Regions from separate parts of the Mus musculus genome. Here all the other regions are linked to region 3. Evidence: chromatin contacts called from public HiChIP or PLAC-seq, Micro-C and promoter capture Hi-C data. All regions are on one chromosome and are shown on one strand. The core of a region is the stretch at or near the end of the contact, and the rest is flanking DNA. Distances in the headings are between cores, read along the strand shown.

The links. Promoter capture Hi-C pulls out the DNA fragments that hold promoters and counts their contacts. A called contact is a pair of places that touch in the nucleus more often than the background predicts. HiChIP or PLAC-seq counts read pairs in DNA pulled down with a chosen protein or histone mark. Capture Hi-C pulls out chosen DNA fragments and counts their contacts.
Region 1: a promoter capture Hi-C map of adipose tissue shows a contact between it and region 3, with 2.0 times the contacts expected there. The contact joins the promoter of Tbc1d22b here to the promoter of Btbd9 in region 3. A contact is called at or near these places in 4 of 39 promoter capture datasets (the HPC-7 cell line, hippocampal neurons, liver and 1 more), 2 of 115 datasets of contacts at active chromatin or transcription factors (embryonic stem cells and large pre-B cells) and 1 of 9 other capture datasets (adipose tissue).
Region 2: an HNF4G HiChIP or PLAC-seq map of pancreatic cancer cells shows a contact between it and region 3. The contact joins the promoter of Cdkn1a here to the promoter of Btbd9 in region 3.
Region 4: a contact with region 3 is called in a Micro-C map of embryonic stem cells, with 6 times the contacts expected there. The contact joins the promoter of Sik1 here to the promoter of Btbd9 in region 3.
Region 5: an H3K27ac HiChIP or PLAC-seq map of large pre-B cells shows a contact between it and region 3, with 2.9 times the contacts expected there. The contact joins the promoter of Srsf3 here to the promoter of Btbd9 in region 3. A contact is called at or near these places in 1 of 39 promoter capture datasets (liver) and 1 of 115 datasets of contacts at active chromatin or transcription factors (large pre-B cells).
Region 6: an H3K27ac HiChIP or PLAC-seq map of microglia shows a contact between it and region 3, with 7 times the contacts expected there. The contact joins the promoter of U2af1 here to the promoter of Btbd9 in region 3. A contact is called at or near these places in 1 of 484 Hi-C or Micro-C datasets (the G1E-ER4 cell line) and 1 of 115 datasets of contacts at active chromatin or transcription factors (microglia).
Region 7: a contact with region 3 is called in a promoter capture Hi-C map of the HPC-7 cell line, with 5 times the contacts expected there. The contact joins the enhancer-like site here to the promoter of Btbd9 in region 3. A contact is called at or near these places in 3 of 39 promoter capture datasets (the C10 cell line, the HPC-7 cell line and pre-B cells), 1 of 115 datasets of contacts at active chromatin or transcription factors (large pre-B cells) and 1 of 9 other capture datasets (adipose tissue).

The regions. Positions count from the first base shown.
Region 1 is chr17:29,548,398-29,551,097 of GRCm38.p6, reverse strand. Tbc1d22b (TBC1 domain family, member 22B) reads right to left here and starts at 1,296. Exons shown (of 13, transcript NM_198647.1): 1 at 1,104-1,296. The coding sequence starts at 1,159. It overlaps Tmem217 (transmembrane protein 217), which reads left to right and starts at 1,505. Exons shown (of 3, transcript NM_001162901.1): 1 at 1,505-1,589.
Region 2 is chr17:29,092,361-29,095,060 of GRCm38.p6, reverse strand. Cdkn1a (cyclin-dependent kinase inhibitor 1A (P21)) reads right to left here and starts at 1,292. Exons shown (of 3, transcript NM_007669.5): 1 at 1,200-1,292.
Region 3 is chr17:30,574,908-30,577,607 of GRCm38.p6, reverse strand. Btbd9 (BTB (POZ) domain containing 9) reads left to right here and starts at 1,321. Exons shown (of 11, transcript NM_027060.1): 1 at 1,321-1,462.
Region 4 is chr17:31,854,486-31,857,185 of GRCm38.p6, reverse strand. It overlaps Sik1 (salt inducible kinase 1), which reads left to right and starts at 1,382. Exons shown (of 14, transcript NM_010831.3): 1 at 1,382-1,514; 2 at 2,122-2,292. The coding sequence starts at 2,137.
Region 5 is chr17:29,031,241-29,033,940 of GRCm38.p6, reverse strand. Srsf3 (serine and arginine-rich splicing factor 3) reads right to left here and starts at 1,281. Exons shown (of 6, transcript NM_013663.5): 1 at 1,155-1,281. It overlaps Gm16196 (a long non-coding RNA gene), which reads left to right and starts at 1,318. Exons shown (of 3, transcript XR_876716.2): 1 at 1,318-1,425.
Region 6 is chr17:31,657,439-31,660,138 of GRCm38.p6, reverse strand. It overlaps U2af1 (U2 small nuclear ribonucleoprotein auxiliary factor (U2AF) 1), which reads left to right and starts at 1,385. Exons shown (of 8, transcript NM_024187.4): 1 at 1,385-1,486. The coding sequence starts at 1,443.
Region 7 is chr17:29,530,892-29,533,591 of GRCm38.p6, reverse strand. The region is part of intron 2 of Tmem217 (transmembrane protein 217); the gene reads left to right. Among named protein-coding and RNA genes, the nearest start is that of Tmem217, 17 kb to the left of the region's middle. Within about 2 kb of position 1,446, at least 80 of the 459 cell types and tissues checked have an H3K27ac peak or open chromatin away from gene starts, as enhancers often do. A contact at or near this core is called in the HPC-7 cell line and pre-B cells, where this site is marked.

The sequences.
Region 1 (2,700 bases), core at 47-2,546, 1.0 Mb after region 3:
GGCTGTGTGTAACTCAGTGGCAGAGTGTCTTCAACAGTGTGAAGAGAGAACGGAAGAGGGGGAGAAAGAGGAGAGGGAGGGGGAGGGGAAGAGAAGGAGGAGAGAGAATGGGAAAGAGGGGAGAGAGAGAGGGAAAGGAGGAAGGGAAGAGTGCGAGGTCACAGGTCAAAGGACTACACCTGAACAAAAAAAGACTTAACAGGAAAATCACTAAGGATAGAACTCATGAGGGCGGTGACCAGACACAAACTCTTAACACCAAGCAGCCTGTGGCTGGCAGAAATCTTAAATTCAGTAGTGAAACACATAGGGCTTTCATTTTTCAGGACATCACCCAAAACAAACGGAACCAGTAAACCAAAAGGCAGCCTGACTGAGAGACAATTGCTCAGTGTCAACATACACTAACAAGAGAAAGAAACACTAAGGGAATAAGTTGCTTGAAAGGTCTGCTCTCCAACAAAACAAGAATAAAAGAACTTAATGCATCCACACTGAAAAATCATCACTTCTCCGGGATGCCAGAAGGAATAACTTATTCTCCACCCTGCGGCCACCCTGTAATAATTTCTCAAAAGAAAGGACCAACTCAAGACAGAGTAAGGTCAGGCTTGAGAATTCCCCCTCCCCTGTCTTGCTCATACCCCTGCAGGCCTGGCCCAGGCTCTCCTATCAGAACCCCTTTGGGAGTCCAAGGGAAGACAGGAATGTGATGATGGGCTGGGAACCAAGGCCATGGGGCCACCAACCCTCATGCAAGCAGCCACCCATGCTGTTGGAGACCCCTAAGGAGTTCTGTAGAAAGTCGGAAGCGGTCTGCAGGTGGCCCTCCACGGCTACGCTGACAATGGCAACTCGCCCAACTCCACTGCCCCTCACACTGGTCCCCTGACACCTCCCAGCTGAGGTTCCCCGCCCCCAGACCCCAGTCTGCACCCCACACCCAAGCTGGCCAGGCTCCTCTGATTGACAGCTGCTCCAGCCTGGGCTACTCCGACACCAGCCCTCCGGCCTCGGGGGTACCCCAAGACGGAGGGATTCAGGGACCAGGATCTGGAAGGCTTTGGGTCCAATCCCCACTCCCCTCAGCGTCCTGGGCTCACCTCCCCGGTAGCTTGGCGCTCCTCTTCCAGAACTGCTTGCTGTTCTCGGCGGCCATCTCTCCGGCCCGGGGGAAGGCCTGGTCGGTGGGTCACGGGGGGGCCCCGCGACAGGCCCCCGGGACCCCGCAATCTGAGGGCCAGCCCAGGCCGCTTCCCCGCCGCCGGTCACCCGCTCCCAGCTCCTGGGGGCGCCATCTTGGATGTGGGCACTCCCCCCGCCCAACACCGTTGCCATTGGTGGGCTGAGCAGGCCGGTGGGCGGATGGACCAATGAGGATCCCGGATCCTGCGGGCCGCTGAAGGCCCGCGGCAACGTCAGGGGCTGGGCACACAGGTGGGCCGGGGAGGCGGGGCTTAGATGGGCAGGAAGGCGGGGCTGAAAGTTCCTACTCCCCGGAGGCAGAGAACCAGGTACTGCGAGGAAGAAGTAGATGGGACTGTTGCCTTTGATGGGCTGAGGTTCTGGGGTTGTCTTGGTGGAGAGGGGTAAGGAGAAACCATAACATTTGTATACATTAGTCTTTAAAGGAAGGCCTCATGTAATAATGAACATTTTTTAATGTCCCTCACCTCAATGGCACCCAGGGTGGTTACCCCCCCACCCCCCCACCCCCGCCTTGTTCCCTTATGGTCCTAGTTTCGCAGAGGACAGTTCCGGCCATACCCCAGTGCGGGTAACTGTTGTATGAGTAGCAGTTGATTTATCAGACTCCCCCTTTCTTCCGCTAACTGAACTTCGTGATGTAATCCCTTCTTCGGGTCTGACTCTTTCTGGTTATGAGGATCCAGATACTGAGAAGTCATGCTTAGGAAATACTAATTTATCCTCCAAGTAGCATTTTCTCTAGGGACGTTGTTCATCCCCATGGCAACAATCAGGAAGATGAAGGATGTACCCCCAATATCCTCAACTCCTTTATTAACTGGCTATAAATCTTCCATCTATAGATTCATTTTTCAATCTAATTTTGACTCAAAATGAGATCTAATTTTAGCATGTTGTCTCCTTTGGGTGTCATGTTAATGACTACCTCTCTTTTTTGAGTGTGTTCTGGGACATTTGGGGGAAGATGGAGGGTACTTCCTTTTTCTACTCCGAAGAAATGTTTGTTCAGACAAGGAACTGTGGATATGTGCGAGCTACTGCTCAATCCATCTCTGTACTAACACCCTAGGGTTTCTAAATATTGAAAAATACATTACATTTATTCAGTGTGTGTGTGTGTGTGAGAGAGAGAGAGAGAGGAGAGAGAGAGAGAGAGAGAGAGAGAGAGAGAGAGAGAGAGAGGTCAAAGGAGAACTTCAGTTTTCTCTTCTCACCGAACTCAGGTCGTCAAGACTGGCTGTAAGCCCCTATACCCATTGAGCCATCTTGCTGGCCCAACATACTGGCAAATTCTCAAGGCTCCTTCTTTTCCCACCTAAAGAAACACCTTCTATATGTCCCTCAGTGATTTCTTTTTACATAGACATTACTCCCAGTTTTCAGGCTTCTTTTGCTTGCTAATGTTAAAAGACTAGGACTGTAGACCTGAACAGGTGGCCCAGGGGTTAAAAGCATGTGCTGCCCTTTCAGAGGACCTGAGTTCGGTTCCCA
Region 2 (2,700 bases), core at 43-2,542, 1.5 Mb after region 3:
TCCCCGGAGGTTCCGAGTGGAATGGATGTGCCCTAGTGGGCGCACTCAGCCTGGTCACCTTCCTACACTGGGTGTGGACTGGGTCGAGGGCCCCAGCCCCGGGGCGTCTGATGTACGGCACCCGTAAGCCTCACTCCGCGAGGATACCGGCCGCTCTACAGTGCGGGCTCCTCTCGCGCCCCACGGTCACTGGTCCGGGTCGTGGTGGGCGCGGTGGGTGGGACCCTTTGCGCTTCCCGGGCTGGCAGGGTGGACAGGACCCGCCCAGACTCCCTGTCCCCGAGGGCGCGCCGCCGAGCGGGGACCGGACACCGCGTCCTGGACCTCCCCGTGTCCCGGGTTCCCTGGGAACATACTGTGCCCGCCAAATAGGTCACTGTGCCGCGCGGGGGAGGGGACGGGGCAGGAACGAGGCTGTACCCGGGCAGGGAAAGGGGCTTCTGGGCTGCCACTGACCCATCCCCAGTTGTGGCGCGATTCTGGTCTCAATCCAGTGCCCGGGGTCTCCTTGTCACAATGAGTCACCTCCTCGCCTGTCCTCTAGGACGTGCCCAGGCACGATCCCGAGGGCGGAGGACACAGCTCGCGCTGACCTCAGAGCCCAGTGGGGTGGTGGCTACCGCGAAACAGGGCACTTGGTTCACAAGGACCGGGGATCCGGCGGCACCCATGGGATCGGAGAACCGCTCTGCGCTAAGCTCTAGATAGACTCGCCGAAGCTTGTCACAACCGCCACCCAGGACCCATCTCGGGGCACCGTGAGCTTCATTCTCACGCTTTGGGCGAGCCGCACCTGGAATCCCTAGAAACATTGGCAACCAGAAGCGAGCTCCCGGTAGCCGATCCCCGCCAGCCATCGCTCGGACCCGGTCTCCAAGGACTGGAAGAGTGGCTGCCATCCGTGGTCCTGGAGTTCAGACTCTGTATGCCGAGTCCGCGACATAGCCTGACCCTCGTCACACTCCAACAAACGAAGCCTTCAGCCACCACGGACGCTCAGACCCACACCCGTCATCCACCTGCCGCGGACACACCTGTGACTCTGGCGGGCACGCACAAATACACATATACACACACAGGTGATCCACTCATCACCACACACACACACACACACACACACACACACTTCTGGGGACACCCACTGGGCTCAGCGCATTGCTACGGGGAAGAACTATTGTTCCCTGCCACGAAGCTCTCACCTCTGAATGTCTGGATATCGCTGTGGATCTGCGCCTGACTCCAATTCCCCTAGACTCTGACACCGCGGCGGCTCACACCTCTCGGCTGCTGCAGTTGGCGTCGAGCTGCCTCCTTATAGCGTCGGCCCAGGCCCCGCCCCCTCAGAGGCAGGACCAACCCACTCCTTCACCGATCCCGGGGACTCGCTGGCCCGCCCTCCCCTCTGGGAATCTAAGCCCGCGCCAGACAGCTAGAACCGGCGCGCGTTAAGAGGGCGCGCCCTCCCCTCCCCCACACCTGGGCTATTCTCTTGTCACGCAGCGCACCAGCAGAGCCACATACATCTATGAACAACAGTACAGTTAGAGCTGAGTGAGTGTTTATGGGTCTGTCCCTGACCAACTGTGGGAAGGACTAACTCTTTTCCAGATCACTGATATTAGTAAATAAAATCCTGGGTTTCGGGAGGTGGGTCTGTTGGTACAGTGTTTGCCTAACTTGCTGGAAGTGAAGCCCTGGGTTGGAGCTCCAGGGCCCCATAAACTGGGCATGCGGGGTCACGTCTGTAATAACAGCGCCCAGTGGGGGGTGAGGAGGGGGAAATAGGCATTCAAGGTCGTTTTGACAGCTACCTATTCCGATGGAGACCAACTTGAAATATGTGACACTGTTTCAAATATAAATAAATTGATCATTTGAGTATGATAGCAAAAGCCTGGAATCCTATACTTGGGAGATTGAGGCACGAGGGGCGTTACAGGTTCAAGACCAGCCTGGGCTATCCATTGAGACCCTCTCAAAAACAAAACAAGCCCATAAATAATAAAAAATAGTTTAAAATCCCAAGAAGTCCCACTATGTCTGGAGATTTTTTTCCCCCTCCTCCCAGAAGCCCCTCGGACATCGGGTCCAGAACGCGATCATTTCCTCCCTGTCTCACAGACGAGGAAAGCAGTTCCACAGAAGGAAAGGATGCTGTCAACCGCCTCAGAAATCGGGGAGATTGAGTCCAGTTCTCAGACCACGGACTACCAAGAAAAACAGCCGCCAGGCTCCTTACCTCCCCTCTCCCCTCTTCAGAAGCCAGCATGTGAACATTTCTCACACCATAATACATCCTGCAAGTGAGAGCATCAAGACCTGACTGGGACCACACTAATGGCTACCTGCTGACCTCTGGCAAGCTGCCCAGAGTACTCTGCTTGCAGATTTCTTTCTCTGGGTCCAAAATGAGGGAAATGTCTAATACTCCCCCTCCCAAGATCCAGACAGTCCACTAAAATGACATTGATAAAGGACAATTCTAGAAACATCTACGGATGTTCCTGACAGACATAGCAGTAAGACATTCTCCGTTCCCACCTTCCTCCATGTCTCTAGTCAGTTTTATTTCCTTCTGTTTGGGGTCTTTTGAGACGAGGCCTCGCTATGTAGCCCAGGGTGGCCCTCATATTCAAGGCAATCTTCCTGCCTTAACTTCCTTGCTTAGAGTTAAGACTACAGGTCTGAGCCATCACACCC
Region 3 (2,700 bases), core at 72-2,571:
GTCCTGGAACTCACTCTGTAGACCAGGCTGGCCTCAAACTCAGAAATCCACCTGCCTCTGCCTCCAGAGTGCTGGGATTAAAGGCATGCGCCACCACCGCCCGGCTCCCTTTGTTTTTTTAAATGTACCAATCCCGAAGTCAATTCTCCAAGGACAAATAAATTGGGGACACGTGTATCGGAAAGTAGATGTATTAAATTGATGGATATCGTTCCACATGGAAGATGAGAGCGGAGAATGTTTCCCCAACCAACGTATCCACATTCCATCGTTCTACCATGTCATCCGTAAGGAATGTCACTACCATTTAGTAACTGACACACAAAGGCAGCTTTCTTTCCGTCTTGCTAAATGTTACTCCCACCTGTCTCAGCAACCACGCTAGAAACCTGGCCTACCTATTCATTCCCCCGCTCAGAGCTGGCCTCCGCGTTTCCATCCCCACCGCCAGAGTCTAGGTTGTGGCTCTGATCCTTCACTGGCCCAGCCCTAACCCTTGCTGTGTCTGTTCATTTTCACTGCCCATTTAAGTCGTCTTTGCTTGGAATTAAGTCTTCCATCTTCAAACCCACACACCCAGGTAAGTAACTTTCAAGAGTGACGACTCTCCAGTTTCGGCCAGGAAAGACCTACAACCCAATTTCTACGGCTTCAAAGTTCACAGTGCCTGCTTCTTATGTGAAAGATGGAGTCTAATGGGCTTTATACGTTACACTTGGTAGTCCTGGAGTGTCGAGGACTTATGTCCGGGCTTTCTGTCAGGGTCTTGAAATAAGGAGTTCGAATGAGATCAGTTCGCCCGCAGCCTCGCATGCATTATTTCGTCCTAAGTTGACACCTTTCTAGCGCAGGCAAGTCGGGTATCCGTCTTCCCACTGACAGAAGGAGGAAACTGAGTCGTGGTATTTCAGGCCTGGCCTCGTAGCACCTTCATGCTGGTAATGCCTCTCTTGGCCCATTCTCCTCGTCCAACTTCTCGCACGTAGCTGACTGTCCATCAGGCAAGCGACTAAGTGCAGAAAGACGAGGCTTTCTCCAACCGGCGCTCCGGCTCGTCCCCTTACGCAGTGACGCGACCGATGACGCTATTCAGTGACGTGTGATGACGTGCCTCACCCTGAGCCAGGTGTCGGCAGGGCGGCCACACCCTCAGGGCCCAGTACTGGAGGGGCAGTGGCTCCGACCTGGGGAAACACGCCGCAAGACCCCCGCCTGAGGCGACCTGGGGCCCTGGCGTCCTGGGTTCTACTGGCCCACGGTTGAGCCGTTGCTAAGTGACGCCAGCGCGCAGAGCGCGTGCGCGGCCACGGCGGTGTGCGTGAAAGCGGGCGCGCGCCGCGACGGCGGCGGCGAGGAAGGCGGCGACGGCGGCGGTCGAGGGGGCGGTGGCCACGAGGCGGGGTCGCTGCTGGCGGAAGAGACGTGTGTGGCGGCTTCTAGGTCGCTGAGGGACATCGTCGGGGTGAGTCGCCCGGACCGCTCGTGAGAGTTGGGGCCTGGCCGCACCTGCTGCGCGGGCCCGGGGCGCGGGGACGCGCTCCCCCTCCCCGCCGGACCCGCGCGCGCCGCTCCACGCCCCTCGGCCGCTGGTTCCGGGGGCGGGGACGGGGGCTGAGGAGGGTCAGTTCCCGGGCCTGGCGCTCTGGGGTGGGGGTGGGGGGGGGTGAGAGGGGGGCGCTGGAGAGAGGGGTGCCGAGGGACAAGTGACTGGACTCCAGTGCGACGCTGCCGGTTTCCTTTTAGGAATTTGAAGCGGGAGAAGCCCGCGTTCCTCAGCAGCCGCGCGTCCACACTGAGACGCCGACTGTGCAAACCTGACAAACGCGGAAATGGGGACCCTCGGGGTTCGCAAAGTTTTGGGGTAAACCGCGAAGAGATCCGTCAGCTCTACCCTGGCGGGTCTGGGAGTAGGAGCGGGTTGTTAGAGAGATCGTTAGAATCTGTGCCTGCGTGAGCGTCGGGCACACCCACGACCCGGGGAAGGCGACTTGTCAGTGAAGATGCTGGTTGACTAACCTGTTGCCTGGACCTTCCAGCCTCACGTGCATGCCCACGTGCTTCTCTGAACATTATTATTATTATTATTATTATATCCTGTGTTGATCCACATTTTTGAAGCCAAGGGACCATATCCATCCAGTATTGTTACTTCCTCATAGACTCAAATCTGCCCTTGTATCTATTTCCCAGAACCGTGCTGTGCTTTGGCCATTTCAAGGGTCTTGCAGGTAGAGCAGCCCTGCCTTTTGTGTGTGTTCTTCCCAGAAGCAGTGCGGGCTGTTATTTATCTGGTGGAAATGTAGATTGTGTTTCACGCGTGGGCTGGCATGGTGAGACTGGAGTTAAATGATGCAACTGGCCATCAGCCAGTATACAGGATTCTGTTGGGTCCGTTGTATGTGGTGGTTTTTTAAGGAGGAATAATGGAGACAAATGGAAGAAATAATCTTTCCCGTTATGAGTTAAAGGCAGTGCCAAGTGAGAGTGACAAGATAGGGAGCACTGACATTTGATCATGCCTAAAAACTGAGGGACATAACTTTAGAGTTTCCACCCAGAGTCTAAAATCAGGAGATTCAGTTTTATAACGGAGTCTCTGTAAGGTATGGTCTCTGAAGTTCTCACGTCTTGGAATCAGTAAAGCTTGCTTTGAAAAACCACTCAGGAGCCACTGTTCTATTACGAGCTTTTGTGAGTGAG
Region 4 (2,700 bases), core at 133-2,632, 1.3 Mb before region 3:
GGAGTAATGTACAGTAGCAGTAGTACATGGCTGGCCCCTGCGAGCCCTATCTCAGGCCAGCCTACCACCCGCCTCTACCCAGGAAGTCTTCCTCCGTTGAGGAATGAATTCTGATGAATTCTGAATCAATTGTGATTAATCAATCCACCCGGTGCTAGTTTTTCTCTCACACAGGAAGCCACGAGGAAGAGAGACACAGAAGTTTAGCTCCAAACCGCCACCTTCCTAGCCTTTGGAGAATCGTCTGTCCCCTTTCTCGTCTGCCCTTAAGAACACATCTTACTTTCTGATGAGGTGTGAGGGAACACAAACAGAAGGAGTCACACACATGCCATTTCCACTCTCTCCACACTCCGTCTCCCCTTTAATGGGCCCTGCTTCCGGCAGGCACTCTCAGGGTCAGTTCCAAGGTCCCAGCCGCCCTGTGTCCTATCTGTTGTCTGGAAGCAGCTTGGGGACAGACAGGGTGGGCCAATTGGCAGACAGCAAGAAAATGGGCAAAGTGCCCAGTCCTCCAAGGGCCCCACCTATCAGCCCTGAGTAGTGGCTGGGTCCTTTTGCAGCCCGTGTCTAAAGCACGCGTCCTATTCAGCTGTCCCAGGACACCACTGCTGGACCAGGCGGCCCTTGAAGCAGGAGGCTTTGGGAAAATGAGTCGCGTTTTCCTGCTTTAACTTTCCAACTTGCTGAATATTTAGAGGTTTTCTCTCTCTCCTCTCTCCTCCCCCCCCCCCTCTCTCTTTCTATAACAAAAGTAAGTGGCGTTCAACTAACCAACACTTTCCTAGAGCCAGGCATTCTTGCAGCTGGCCGGCCCTCTCAGGGATGAAGTGAGGGTCAAGGGGCAGCCACTGCTGGCGGCACATCGAGTGCCCAGCATAGCAGACTGATCAGTCTAGGGCCATCAGCCCCAGAGTCCCACGCCGAAAATCCCGCAGCTCTATTCCACCCTGCTGAGTCCGAAGCGAGCACTGAGCACCCAAAGGGCACCGTACCCACCATGAAGCCCCTGGAAGTGGTCCTAAAGCAGGCTCGGTCTCCTAGTCGGGGGCGGGGGTGGGGTGGGGGGGTGGGCTACAGCAGTGTCGCCCATGCCCGGCAGGGGGCGCCAGCAGTCTCGGGCGGTTGCTGAGCCGGGCCCCTGACGTCACCGCCCGCGGTCGCCATGGCGACGGCCTCACCAGCGCGCGCGTCAGAGCCTCCAGTCTCTTGGCAACCGCCCGATCTCCGCTCCCCCTCGGCAGGCACCGGGCCGCGCGTCGCTCTGGCGTCAAAACGACGTCAATGGGCTGTGCCTGCCGCGGGGGGCGGGGCGAGGCGGGGCTTGTGCGGGGCGGGGCCGGGGCGGGGCGGGGCGTTGCCGCGTGCGGCCGGCGGCGGCGGGGCGCTGACATGCGGCGAGGCCCGGGCGGTGGCGGCAGCGTTGGCGGCGGCGGCGCGAACGGCGGGCACCGGAGCAGAGCTAGCAGCCGAGCGGGTGGCATCCCGGGTCGGGCTCACGGAGGGCGGCGGAGGTGAGCAATGGCGCGGGTTCGGGTCTCCGAAACCCGCAGGTGCGCGCCTGGGGTCGCGGGCAGGACTCCAGCCCGGCGGGCTCCCTATTGTTGCGGGTCGGCGCCCGGAGGCGGGTCTGCGAGCGCCCGGTTGTGGAGCCTGTCCTGAGGAGCCGAGCGTTGGCACTGGTGGACGGGAGCGCGGTGAAAACCCGGGACCGTAGGGTGTCCAGGAGCTGGCTTGGGGTCGACTGCGGGTGGACTGCTGGCGCGCGCGCCCGGCCGGGACCGGAGGTCGGGGGGCGCGTGCGTGGGGGCTCGCACTGAGGGAACCTGGGATCGAGGGGGCGCGCGCGTGGGGGCGCAGGCTGGGGGTTCGGGATAGAGGAGTGTGTGCGTGGGGACTTTAGCCGAGGAGATACTGTATCAAGGAATGAGCGAGTGGGGGTGTGAGCTGCGAACCTGGGTCGGGGCCACACTAGGAGCCTGGGGCTGGAGGAACAGAGGGTTGAGGACGCACGCGTGGTGGCCTGGCGGACACAGTTTCAGTGGCCGGGTTTGGCGGGGAATGGGATCGGGACCGAGCCGGAGTCGGTCGGTGCTGAGCGCACTCCTCGCTGACCCGCAGGTGCGGCCCGAAGCCATGGTGATCATGTCGGAGTTCAGTGCGGTCCCCTCAGGCACTGGCCAGGGCCAGCAGAAGCCCCTCCGGGTGGGCTTTTACGACGTGGAACGGACCCTGGGCAAAGGCAATTTTGCAGTGGTTAAGCTGGCGCGGCACCGAGTCACCAAAACGCAGGTGCGCGCGCGTGTTGTGTGTGTGTGTGGGGGGGGGACTAAACCAGGGGGTGGATCCAGCCAGGGGGTGGCCCCCTGTGCTGATTCAGTCCTGTGGAGTTGATTGTCACAATTGTAAACGATGACATTGTTTAGTCTGGTAAAGGGGGAAAAAAGCTTTGTATTATGCTTCTACATAATTTGTACAATTACTAGGGAAGAGCAAAGATAATAATGACCAGCAACCGCCCCCTTCCGAGAGAGAGAGAGAGAGAGAGAGAGAGAGAGAGAGAGAGAGAGAGAGAGAGAGAGAGAGAGAGGGAGAGAGAGAGAGAAATAGAGAGGGGGGAACACAACAGAAGTGAGCAGCTCCTTGTAATAAAGCTAGCTGAAAAATACAGAGGCTTTAATTTAACTTCTATCCCTTTAA
Region 5 (2,700 bases), core at 32-2,531, 1.5 Mb after region 3:
GACCAGATCTAAAAAAGTTGAGTAAACCAAGACAGCCAGCCTGATTTACAGCAAGAACTGTCTCAGGAACAAACAAAAATAAATATCTTGGAACCACACAAAGGTTCCACAACAAAACTATCATAGCTAGGAAGGCAAGCATGCTTGTGGCTCAACAGGCTAGAGGAATGACAGTTATGAAGTTTGCTAGTGACCCCCCGTCTTTTAGTAAAAAGTGCATAAAAGTAAATGTTGAGGTCTGCTAGGCATGTAGTGGCCTGCACCGTGCACCCTAAACTCCTGCGTAAAAGAATCTTTACTAAAAGGACATACAACATACAACCTTGAGGACATACACTCAGTAAGTCTTCAACTTCACACTTCCGAAATGAAAACCCTACTTAATAAGCCATTTAAGTGTCTTCCCTACTATACACCATAATGTTCAAACCGACTATTATCAAACTAAAAAATTTAACCCTATTTTGCCGTGACCCCACCCTGTGCCCAAGACTCAGTTGAGCGACCAAGCCATTCCGCGAAAATTAAAAAAACAAACAAAAAGACAAATGAAACTCATCCATCCCCGGTTTTCACACCTGTTAAAAGCAAATAGGTCAAAGAAAAACCCAACTCAAAGTGAACTATGATTTACATTAAGAAACGCAGCCTCATTAGAAAAGATTTTTAAAGCAAACACCAAGTCGGCATAAAAAAAAGATGAGACTGTAGGGGCTCAGTAAATACGAAAAGACCTGTCTTAAAAAATATATACAAAGTCCTCAAGACACTATACCAAGAAAACCAGGAGCAAGGAAGAAAAAGGCGCCATCAAACTAAAGGCCGCGACGTGGAGAATTCATTTAGAGATCTACCCCACACACACACACACACACACACACACACACACACACGCCGGCCACACCCCAGCCTGGAGCAATCCCTCTCCGAGCCTTCCTCCAAAGGACAAAAGATTAAGTCCGGGATTTACAGACTTGGAAGCATCTTCAACATTGCCCGGGGCCCCAGCCGCCGCCCGGGACCGAAAGTCACAAAATGGCGGCGGCGCCCCTTTGTCTCAATCTGGTGCCGCCATTGCGCCCGGCCCCACCTCGAGTCTGCGGAACTCCACCTCCCTCCCTCCACCTCCCTCCCTCCGTTCGCCGGTCCCTTACCGAGATCCTGGGTTCAAAAGGCCCAAGCTCAAATCCTAACGCTCCGACAGGCCCACCCGCTTCCCTCTGGTTCTGCTCCTACAGATTCTCGGTCTCGCGGCGTCACGAAATGGCGGACCACCACCGTCCCCTCGCCCTATTTATAGCACCCTGCTCTGCCACATGACCTGACCAGATCACCCAATCAGAGGCGGCGCAGGCTGTGACGTAAGCGCTACAAACGCTGCGAGAAACCGCGGTTACTGGGAGCGCGCGCCGGCCGTTCCGTCAGGTGGGTGGGGTACGCGCGGTGGCGCGAGCTCGTCGCCGCGTGCCGGCTTGTCCCGCAGATGCGGCGCTCGGCCCGGCCATCCCCGCGAGCCGCGCAGACGCCCCCTCTCCTCCACTTCCGCCTAGGCTGCAGCCGAATAAAGCTGTCCAGACTCTGCCGCCATTAATCCCGGGCGATGGCGGCTGCAGCCGCGGGCTCGGGTCAGAGTGAAACATGGACGCTTGCTTCCTCGTTGTGGGGCATCCATCGCAGACTAAGGAGCCTTATAGTCGCTCTCAAGGTCACCGAGCTTGGGCGACTTAACTGGTACCCCACGGTGCCCGGTCTGCGCCCCGATGCAGGGTAGAGCCTGCAAAGTTTGCTCAACTTTCGCTTTCCCGCCTCGCCCAAACCGCGCGCGCGGCAAATGCGACTTGATGAGGCTGCATGAAAAAACAAAAAAAAAAACAAGACAAACGGTCACAGGGCTCACTTTCCCAGGAGGAGAGCAAGGTTTTGCATAGGTTGCCTTTACGCTCTGAGCACGCAGCTCCGCCATGCAGATGCTAGGAGGGGCACCTGCGGCCTTTGTAAGGGCTTTGCTCTGGCTGCCAGACCTGTGGGTCTCCCTGGGCCTCTACACACAGACCCCAGGATAGCTGAATACCCTCGTTTGACAAGCCACATCGTTTGCCTCCAGCTCCCAGACGTATCCTCGGCCTGGCCCCCCTCAGGCTACTCTGATTTATTGGGGAGACTTAGTTGTTTCTGCTTCCAAGAAAGGTCAAAATATTAACCAGTTTTTCAGACACAACTCTAATGCTTTTGTTCCCCTAAGGGAGTTGTGGTGCAGGCTACAGTTGTTAAACCTGTTTTTGTTGTGACCTTCAGAAGATTCTAGCAAAACTTCATTTCCTTCTAGATCTTTTTTTTTCTTTCTGGGTTAGACATGCCTAGTATAGTAGTAATGGGGCTCATTTGAACGTCCTTTTGTCTTTTTCCTCTCCTCCCTGCCTCATAATCTCAGCTCTTGGCCCAAGGGAACAGGAGTCGAACTTTATGTTCATACATTTAGTGAGTTCTAGGCCAGAAAGAACTTCTTGAGATACTTTCTGAAAAACAACAAAAAATCTGATGTATCTAAATGACTTGTGATATTCTCTGTTCCAAAATTTTTTGGTTTGTAAAACAAACAAGTAATGACTACCAGGCTGGTGAGATGGCTCAGTGGGTAAGAGCACCCGACTGCTCTTCCGAAGGTCAGGAGTTCAAATCCCAGCAACCACGTGGTGGCTC
Region 6 (2,700 bases), core at 136-2,635, 1.1 Mb before region 3:
TTTAAGGCCAGCCTGGTCTACAAAGTGAGTTCCGGGACAGCCAGGGCTACACAGAGAAACCCTATCTTGGAAAACAAAACCAACCAGACAAAGAAACAAAACAAAAAGTGGAAAGATGCCTGTATACTTAGAGCCTTGGGAGCCATAGAAGGCCACCAACAGGAATAGATGTCACCAGGTCTGTATTCTTTTAAACTCTCTGTCATGTCAGCTGGAGCAATATTATACCAGCTGTATTAGTTACTTGTAGTTGAGGGAGAGAGAGCCCAGTGATACAATGCATGGCGAAGTATGAAGTGGTTATCCCTGCCCTCACAGACATACCCAGAAGCCTCTTCTCCATAACTCAGAAAAGTGGATTTAAACATTACACCAACCAAGGCTCGGGATGTCATTCAGTTGATAGAGTGCTTGCTTAACATACAGCATCATATAAACCTATTTGGTAGTACACACTGGTAACCCTAGCACTCAGGATGGTAAGAGATTCAGAAGGATCAGAAGTTCAAGGTCATCTGTAGCTGTACATAGTAGCTATGTAGCCTGATGCATACACAAGACCATCCCATGGAGAAACAAAAAACAAAACACGCTCAATAAAACAAACATCGTAGCAGCCTGTGTCTATATATGTGTCACAGGGCTTATTCTTCTAATGTCTCCAAATAAGAGATAAATAGATGTGACAGGGGAAGATGAATGGGTGAGGCATGGATAGTTGGGTAGCTTAATTAGTGAGGGGTGAATGGGCGTGTGGGAAGAAAGAAGGATGAACAAACTAATGGTCTGGTGGACCTGATCGGGTCATTCATCCTGGTTCCAGTAACCAGGTTAACTAGTGAGAGCCTGTGAGGAGACCCCAGCTTCCCACAACCCTCTTCCACGGTTCGTCCTCGGATGGAAGTGGCTCTATAGCCAGAGAGAGCAGATAAAGTCATCCAACCAAGATGACCCCGCAGCCTGGGTCTCTGCCTGAGATAACGGAGATTAGGCTCTGCCTGGAAATTTGGTGACTTGAAGGTGAGCCTTGTGACTGTGAGGATGCTGTGGTTTAAGGCCCTCCAGGAGGCCGGACAGAGCCCCTTATCTACAGCTGCACTGGTGGGAGGCCTGGGACAGGAGGGCCAGCAAGGGGAGAGGGCGCGGTCCCAGCGGCGGGAGCGGGAAACAGCGGTGCTGAGCACGCGCGGAGCGGCTGTCCACAGCCTAAGCCGCAAGCAATGCGCGGGACCCGCCCGGGCGCCAAGGAGTGCGCAGGCGCCAGGGTAGGGGCGGAGCCTCCTCATGCTCTTCGTCCCGCCCCCGCGCTGGCAGCACCTTTCCCAATTGGACAGAGTCGCTACGACGGGTGGGGAGAGCGTCGTCGCGTCGGGTGACGTCTCCGGAGGGACGTCGGCGTAGTCGGCAGCGTCGGCTGCCGTGCCTGAGTCGTCCGCTCGAAAATGGCGGAATACTTGGCCTCCATCTTCGGCACCGAAAAAGACAAGTGAGTAGGGCCGGCCTGCCGGGACTTGGGCTGGGGAGGCGACGGGCAGCGGGTGCCGGTCGAGGCAAGCGGCGGTGACGTCCAGGCGTGGCGGCTGGCTCGGGCCTGGAGACCTCGCGCGGCTCGGCGCCGCCGCCTCGTGGGCCGGGCGGCGGGACTGGCGGGCGGCTCGGGCTGGGCCTCGGCGCCTCGAGCTCCACCGCGGGCGCTCCATGCCGGGTTCTACGCGGGGCCCTGCCCCACGCCGCGCTCCCACTGCTGCCCGGGGCTTCTGTGGCGAAGTAACACGTTTCTTGCAACTTTAGGCTTTGAGTTATCGTGTCGGAAGTGCTGTGGCCCCGTCCTCTCTAGCATTCAGTGCTGGGGCCGACCTTTGGGAGCGGTTTCGACCGAATAAACCTCCTGCCTGCCTAAGCGTTGGCGGACCCGCCTTTCTTTTTAAATTAAGGTTTGCATTTCCGTAGCCAACTGTTAGGGTAAGAGGAAAAGGAATAGCAATATTCCCGCCTGTGGTCGTGTGCTGCGAGGCACATACTCATTTCCGCGTGTCGGCTGAAATTTAGGTTAAGGGGAATGTCTTCGGACACTTTCAAGGATAATTCCTACTTTGAAAACCTAAGGATTTAAGTATCTGGCTTAATCTGCTTCCAGTAAGTAGTCACCATCTTTATGTTTCTGAATCTTGTACAAGGTTTATGCAGATGTCAGTCACGGTGGTAAGCGTTTGCAATAGATAACGTTTTTGGTGCCACATTCTCACTCTTAAAATGTTCTGTTTTCCAGGATGGAGGCTGTCCGATCAGGCACCTTTATACAGTCTTCAGTGTTTGAAAGAGGGGATGTTTCTAAAAGTCTCATGCCTGAATCGGCAGTCACTCAAGAGACATTTAATTGGATGTTAGGTCTAGACCAGTCTTGGAGAATCAGCTGGAATAAAGTCTGGGTTCTCAGGAAGTCATGGAGGAAGGTTGTGCCTTGTGTTAAGGATGACTAAAATACATTAAAGGGACTAGAGAGATGACTCAGTGGTTCAGAGTGTGAACTGCTCTTGAAGAGGCCAGTAGTGTGGTTCCCTGAATCCCCTTTATTGCAATCTGATGTCCTACAACCACCTGTAGTGCCAGATCTTGGGAGATCCATTGCCTCTGGCCGCCACGGGCACCCCTCCCCCTCCCCATATATGTAATTTAAAGTAAAGCCGTTAAAGTACTTTT
Region 7 (2,700 bases), core at 197-2,696, 1.0 Mb after region 3:
GAAGATGACGTTGAATCTCCTAAAGCGGCTGAGAGCTGCCTTCATGAGTTGAGAACTGAGCTGGGGTCCTCCCCAAGGACTGTAAGCCCTCTTAACCACAGAGCCATCCCTGGCCCCAGCTGTGGCAGACTTTAGAATGCTTGTAAGGTAGATCATTCAAGGCAGTTTTATCCTTTCAGCCTGGCTACAAAATAACATGAGGTGAATACAGCAGGACAGTCATTTAACCCTCTCCTGTGGGAGTTTAAAACACAATGGGGGTCTGCTCTGTGAAACCCTCAGGGGTCTCCATCTCTTTTCTCTGTTGTTCTGTCTGTAGAAGCAGGGGTCTGTGATAGTGCAAGTGTCCCTAGCTGGGCCCCTCCCGTAAATACCTCTGAGCCATCTGGATGACAAAGAGGAACGACAGGAGTCTGATATTTAATACAGATGGCCACCTTGGTTTCTTCTCTTCTCAGCCCTTTCTTACAAATTGACAGCATCAAGCCAGACACAGTGGTTCCAAGCCTGTGACCCCGACACTGGAGGTAGAGGCAGAAGGATCAGGATTTCAAAGTCATAATGGATTCATGGCAATCCCAGGCTACACGAGGCATCAAAAGCCAAACAAGATGGCTGAAAGTCCAAGTTCCATTTTCCTAGGACCCTCATGAAGGTGGAAGAAGAAAGCCTACTCCCAAAAGTTGTCATCCAACCTCCACAAACACACTGTGGCATGCTCACATCCACAACCATAACTCTTGCATGCACACAAAATGAATAAAATGTCATTTAAAAAACGTTGGTAGCAACCAGGCTACCAACTTCCAAGCTGGGCAGTGGTGCACTCCTTTAATCTGAGCAGAGGCAGGCAGAACTCTGAGTTCAAGGCCAGAGTGAGTTCTAGGACAGTAAAGGCTACACAGAGAAACCCTATCTCAAAATACTCCCTTCCTCTGGTCCAAAAATAAACACACTAAATAGATAAATAAATAAATAAATAAATAAATAAATAAAAACCCTTTGGTAGCATAGCCATTAGCTGCAAGTGATACTTGGAAATCTAAACTTTATTCTGGCCAACTGTGTGGCTGTCTGTGGAAGGCGCAATTGCTACACTAAGGAAGGGAAGGTCCTGTCCCACATCAGAGACCTCCACATTCAAGGAAAACGGGTCCTGAGCAGAACAAACTCCATATTCTTCATCAAGAGGGCTCCTTGCTAGTGGAATAAGGCAGCTGAGTTCTAGTCCTGGCATAAATATTTGTCTATGGCAGCTATGGTGATACCGTGGCTAGGGGTGCCCATGTACCCCAGTTCTGAGCATTGAACAGTGAGAATTCACTGAAAGTTCTCAGAGATGTGTTTGACATCCTGTGGAAGAAAGGAGCGCAGAGGAGAGCTTCCGGGGCACTCCTGATTGGCCTGCTAGTGAGAGGCAAGTTGGCAGTCAGCCAGTGACCACAGAAAGGAAGCTACCGTGGGACCCTGACACCGCGTAGGAGACCTGAAAGACCCAGAGGAAAGAGCCAAGTAGAGAAAAGGCACTGGAGAAAGAAAAGATTATAGACATAGCAAGGGATGTGTAGAGCTACCCTGGGGTGATGAGCGGAGGCTGCCATCGGCCAGGACTGTGTGCGCAGCCCTGTGGTTTATTGTCTGCATTCGCCCATCCCCAGTGGGGACTGGTTTCCCTGCTTGTCAGCTGACTCACTGTCAAGCATGGCAGGCTGGTTTTCTTTCTGTGTTGGAGAGGATTGGGTTTTTGTTTTGGGAAATCTGATCTCTTGAGCAAGAGTTTGGCCTGGAAGAATACAGGAAGAAGGGAAGACCCTAGCTTCCCTACAGTATCTGGGATTTCTCTCCTGTTGGGAAAACTGGGGAGGTAGCAGGTTGTGCCCCCTAGAGAGTGCCCCCCCACACACACACACACCCTGCTGGGTTGGATGCTGGCTACTTGGCTGAGAAGAAAGCTCAAAGCCTCATCACCCTGGGGTGATGAGCGGAGGCTGCCATCGGCCAGGACTGTGTGCGCAGCCCTGTGGTTAGCCTTTAGTAAGCCTATAAGAAGCAAGACCGCAGGGCTGGAGAGATGGCTCAGTGGTAAGAGCATTTGCTGCTCACAACTGCCTGTGTAATTCCAGTTCCTCGGGCTCCAACTGGCGCCCTCTTCGGGCTACTATGGGCACTGCAGGCACCTGGCGGTCCTACATGCAGAAAGGCACTCAACCACATAAAATTTAAAAGAAAAAAAAAGACACAGCCATTCTCTGCTGCTACCAAACAGTTACCCTCGAGGAAAGCCTGCAGCCATGGCACAAGGAGACTCAGGCAGCCCTTAAAACAGGCCAGAAGAAGAGAGCTGAGGTTTCTGGCCAGGAGCTACCAACAGCCAGGTGAGTGAAAGGACCCTCCTCGGAGGACAGCCTTCAGCTGGCAGCCGCTCCAGACCTTTACTTTAGGAGGGGCCCTGAGGCAAAACAGGCAGCTAAGACACCCCTCGCCTTCTGTCTCAGAAACCCAAGACATCTAGGAGTGGGACCAGCATGGATATCCATCAGCTGATGGAAGGATTGATGGATGGAGGAGATGCGGAAGGTACAGACTGTGGAAATCATTCAGCTGTGAAATAATATGAAATAGTGACATTTGCAGAGAAATGGATGAAGCTGGAAATCCTCGAATGAAGTAAATGAAGTAGAAGTAGAATAAACCAGGCTC